Regions from separate parts of the Siniperca chuatsi genome. Here region 1 is linked to region 2. The links are chromatin contacts, called in public Hi-C maps. All regions are on one chromosome and are shown on one strand. Each heading gives the region's core, a stretch centred on a gene start, on an enhancer-like site or on the middle of the called end of the contact. The rest is flanking DNA. Distances are from core to core; before and after follow the strand shown. Region 1 overlaps jarid2b (protein Jumonji). Region 2 holds the start of jarid2b (protein Jumonji).

Evidence for each region. A called contact is a pair of places that touch in the nucleus more often than the background predicts.
Region 1: a contact with region 2 is called in a Hi-C map of liver, with 1.8 times the contacts expected there. The contact joins the enhancer-like site here to the promoter of jarid2b in region 2. A contact is called at or near these places in 2 of 3 Hi-C or Micro-C datasets (liver and skeletal muscle).

Annotation. Positions count from the first base shown.
Region 1 is chrLG17:13,762,776-13,765,485 of ASM2008510v1, reverse strand. All of the region lies in intron 6 of jarid2b (protein Jumonji), which reads right to left. Among protein-coding and RNA genes, the nearest start is that of dtnbp1b, 87 kb to the left of the region's middle. Within about 2 kb of position 1,370, the one cell type or tissue checked has an H3K27ac peak away from gene starts, as active enhancers do. A contact at or near this core is called in liver, where this site is marked.
Region 2 is chrLG17:13,672,186-13,674,885 of ASM2008510v1, reverse strand. jarid2b (protein Jumonji) reads right to left here and starts at 1,387. Exons shown (of 18, transcript XM_044170692.1): 1 at 799-1,387. The coding sequence starts at 843.

The sequences.
Region 1 (2,710 bases), core at 121-2,620, 91 kb before region 2:
GGTCTGTGTGTGAGGTGTGAGGGGGGGGGGCTAAAGTGCTAAGAGGTCTTGTAAAGTTAAAGATCAGTATTTGGTAGCCAATATCTGAATGGGTGAAACTGGAAATCTGTTTCTGTAGTTTCATAACATAAAGGGGCTACTTCTTCCTATTATATTTAGTTACATTTAATTTTTTATTTTCAAACAGAGCAAACATGTTTTCTCATTTTTATTCTCAAACATCTAAACAATGCACACAAATTAGGGGTGGGCAATTCTCAATAGAAAACATAAAAATTTGCATCTATAATCATGTTTTGCTGCCATCTATCTCCAGTATCTGTGTGTCTTTCTGTCCAGACCAGCTGGAAGTGAACCACAGGAGAAAGAAAGGAGGAGGAATGGGAGCGATGGAGTTATCAATCACAGTCGGGGCACCACAGGAGGGAGGTGACAGCCGGCCCATTGACAGGTTTGCCTTTGAAGGGCTCTCGTGTCACATTTGTGTGTGTGTGTGTGTGTGTGTGTGTGTGTGTGTGTGTGTGTGTGTGTGTGTGTGTGTGTATGTATTGTATTGTGTTCGTCTCAGGTGGCAGGGGGCAGACACAAAGACCAGGCCATTAAAAGATAAGGGGGGACTGAAACTTAACCCTGCCTCCGTCAATCATTCCCCCCAAACACACACACACACACCACAATGGAAAAACACAAGGTGACAAGGAGAGAGGGAGGAAAGAAAGAAAGGGTGTTGAGAAGAAGTGAGGAAGGGAAAGGGATCAAAGGAAGACTGAAAGAGAGAATACAGCAACGATATGAGTGGATAAAGGAAAGCTGCACAGCAAGAGCACTACTGTTTTCGCGTGATACATATTTCATGTCACACTATGTGCACTCCTCACAAAAACAGTCATTGTGATTTTACTTGTTATTTAAGAATGAATTACCAATTGGACATATAATCTCACAAGTTCAAACTGACTTATTTTGAAATATTAACTAAGTGCTAAAGCAGCAGTTGTCCAGATATCTACTATATTTGTCCAGCCACCGTTTGCTGACAAAGCTGTCATGACCACTTCCTGCCACAGGAGGGCTCAGCGGACCGACTCTCTTCAGGGGGGGCTTGGCATGTCTCCCTCACTTTTCTCTCTTTAATTATTTGGTCTGGTGGAAAAGGAGGATGGCAAGAGAGTGATGATGAGAGGAGAAAATACGAGGCAGGAGCTAGTTTAGATACTTATAAAGAAAGACAAAAGAAAGCAAGCGATACCTAAAACTATATGGAAGTTCACTGCAGAACAGAAATGAGAAGGACGATGAACAGAACAAGAAAGACAATGAAGCCAAAGGGAAAAAATAGAACACACACACAGGCAGGCGGCCGGAGACTGTTCTGGAGTGTTCAGTCGCACATGAGCGGGGAAGGGAGGGAGAGGGAGGTGGGTCTAGATGACATCATGTGTTGCTATAGCCCAGCTGAGGCCTGGCAGGAAGATTTTTAACAGGCAACATCTGTAGGAGCCAGTCCTGGGAAGAAGAGGGGGGAGAGAGAGAGAAAGACAGACAGCGAGACAAGGCCAGCCAGAGGATGGAAGAAGACAGGAGAAAGTTTAACCCTTGCAAAGCCCTGCTGACTGACAAAAGAAGGGAAATGCAGAAGAGACTGGGGATGCAGCCCTACATGCAGCATTTTTGTGTTCATCAAACACTTTTACCAACATTTTTAAATCGTATACAGTCAAAGCCAGATATATACTTATTTGTCAGGATGTTGCAGAAGCCCTGTAGATCAAGCTAAAAAGGTACCACTAGTGCTGACAGGCACCTCCTTAAAAACGTAACTACACATCAGGGCAACAAAAGATACCATGTGGGAACCACAAGAACTGTGATTGGTCAGCTTCAGCTATTTTGTGTTATCTTCAACATGTTCCTGAGGCTGGTAGAGACTGTTGAAGTGAAGACAACATTGGGCAAGATGAAGAGATGTTCTTTTTTGTAATCTAGTGAAACCATTTCCAGCGCAAACCTTCTCCTCACCATGATTGTCTCTATCACCAGGATAATGAAATAATGTAAACACTTTAACTTTAGGTGTATAATGAATGCATGACACAGCTTGATAGCATGCAACACATCCATCAAGTGTTGCAGCGGTGCGATGACAATCAACGGGTTAAATCTTATGCTGAACTATAAATCAATTCCTATGCCGGAGTCATTTACGGTACGACTGCCGGAACACCTCGACGGCGAGGCATAAATCCGGCTTAAGCCTTCTTTCCCCTCTGCTGTCTTATTAGAGCGCAATGTGATGCGGCCCTGGGCAGGTTGACTTTTAAGCAGCAAGAGAAAGGTCACTACAGCACTAATAACACACACAATGCAAAAGCCCTTTTATAAACTAATAGGGAGATATCTACATACAGTATCTTCAATAAGCATTTAATTCATATTGAGTATATAGCGTCATTTTTCACATGTAGTAGTATTATGAGTGAGGCTAATTCAGGATGGCTGAGGACAAAGGACAAACAACTGAACAAGAAAGTGCAGAGTCCTTTTCAAATGATGCCGAGTCGGCTAAATGGTTTGGCCCTGCACACCCCACCTGCGCTTGGCTGCTGTGTGCAGCTGCTTTGCTGACATCCCCACTTTTGTTATTTAATTAAAATGGATAGAATCATATTGTTTTATAAAAAGGTCCTGTTACGGTGCATGTATTTTGTTG
Region 2 (2,700 bases), core at 138-2,637:
AGAGTGTCCCCACACCGTTTCAAGTGTTGGAAATTGAACGATTATGCTGAATTGCATGACCCCCTTTCCTCCTGCTCTCCCTCACTCTTTATGGAGAAAATTAAAGAGCCACAACAGTCCGCGAAACATGTCGGTTTGCCAGCCCTCCAGTAAAAAACACACAGCGCCGACAGACACAACGCTACGTTTAACATAAACTCTATACATAAACTGCAGCATGAGAATGGTCTTACATTCACGAGCAAAGAGCTCAGTTTAAAGCGGAGATAAAATGCTCAGCATGGGACGAAATGGAAGCCGAAATAGCTGAGCCATGGCCGACAGGCTTGTCTTCACGGCTTTGAATAGGAAGAAATGGGGAGCGAACAAAAGCCTTTTCTGGAAACAGTTTGCCAAGTCTTTTAATTAAAAACCTTTTATAGCTTTATCACGTAGCCAAGACACACCGTGCATCCCCCACCACGCGTTAAAACGAGTCAAAATGAGCGAAGCAATCCCCCAACGCCCCCGATATTCAAATAGCCTAAAACATGTCTGATGTCGAAGAAACGCTGCAACACACACTGAATAAACATTGCTGTCTCTTTAAATAAAAAGCATGTAATTGTTAACACGCTGAGGCAACTTAGCCGTTACCTTTTAAAAGGATATTTGACCCAAATAGCACACAAGCTCCCTGATGGTAACCTTCACAGCCCGTGATGAAAGTTTATGCATTTTCATCGAGACGAGCAAGGCAAACTTGAATAGAGCAATTGCATTTGTGAGCAATTTAAGAAAAGGTGTGTTTTTACTTACATATTTCTTTTGAATGATATTCCTCTTAGGTCTTTCCTTGCTCATTATGCAATCCCAAAAAATGTTTGGCTATCGAGAGAATGGCCACATGAATTTCTTTCTTTGACTCTCGCCTCTCCCGGAGCACCACCAAATGACGATTTAAATCCCCGGCTCTGTAGGAAAAGCTTGCTGGCTTTGCAGAATCCTCCTTCGGTCTTTCCCTTAAACTATTCGGATATAAATCCCAAAATTCAAGGGTCGACGACGGACAGAGACGGACTGAAGCCAAACTCACTTGGGGATAACATAGTCAAAACAAATGCACAACAATAAGTTCCATTCGCCAAAACAGCTCGGCTTCTCGTCTCTGCGCACTCGCTCCCGGCTCTTTTCAAATACATGAATATATTTGAGGTGATGTCAACAAGTTACATCTTGTTTGAGGTGACGAGACGACGAAAAATTAATAAATAAAATTAAAAATAAAACGTTAGGTGTCACGTCTTTTTAGCTGGAGCCTGCAGTCGACGAGAGAGCTCTCCAGCGGCACTGCTCTACTAACTGAGAGCAGCTCCTTTCTTCCCTAGCCTCAGCCTATCACATCCTTCACCATTCAGCGGCAACTTCAAAATGCCTATAAGACAACCCTAAACACAAAACGCTGCCAAATATTCCTATACCATATTCTTTTACGGACCCAGTGGGTCTGTGGTAATTGCAATACACAGTTTATAGTGATCTTGCACTAAATGCTGCGTTGTAACTGCTATAATATTAGTTTTGCGGGCATGTCAAGGTGACATGGGCGGTCACAAGTAGGTTTATACTTCCCCTATGATGGCAGTATATAAAATCCTATGTTATGATCATAATCCTATGGAGATAAAATGCCTATAGCCTAAGCTCAATGCCAAGTGATCTTTTTTCCTAACATGATCTTATGAGGAACAATCATGTTTTTGATATACTGTAATTTATTGTACCTGTGGTAGCTCTCGTAGAAAAGGTTTCAGTCGTAGTCATCTGGACACTGTTTTCAGAATCAAGACGTTTCGGCTCCCATCCGGAAGTCATTCTCAATTGTGAAAAAATTGGACGGGAACTGGAAATTTAAACTACTCTGAGTTACATAAGCCCTGCCCTATTGTTCTCTGCAGCCAGAGAACAATAGGCCTGATTACTGATTACTGGGCCATCTTGAAACTATTAGGTCAGTTTCAGGTGAAACTAGCTATTAACAGATACTCAGGCAGATTCCTTCCTGAGGGCAGGGCTTATGTAACTCAGAGTAGTTTAAATTTCCAGTTCCCGTCCAATTTTTTCACAATTGAGAATGACTTCCGGATGGGAGCCGAAACGTCTTGATTCTGAAAACAGTGTCCAGATGACTACGACTGAAACCTTTTCTACGATAGAACACTCCTGGACGAATGAGGGACTACACTGTACCTGTGGTAGTTTTACTTTTGTTAGGCAAAAACAGTCATGTTTCAAGCTAAAAGAAGAATTCTCAGAAGAGGCTAGGGGACAAACAAGTGGTGGATCCCAAATGTTTATGTAAATGACAGCCCATTACTCCCAACCCCCCACTCCACACCACCCCCACAAGGTTAAACATTAGACTATAGACTTTTTTTTTTTCATTTTCAGAATCAGAATCAGAAATACTTTATCGATCCCCGAGGGGAAACTCTTTCATTACTGCTGCTCACTATCACGTCAATGCACACTTGAGAATAGAAGGAATAGAAGTACTAAGCAAATAAAATATAATACGCTATAATACAGGTAAAGTAAATTAAATACAAAGTGGATATAAAATGCTGTGCTTTTGAGAAACCTTTATCTGTGAAAACTTTAGTTTGGGGCTTTTTAGTTATAATTTAGTATGGAAAAGCCTTAGCTCCAGTGTAGTCGATG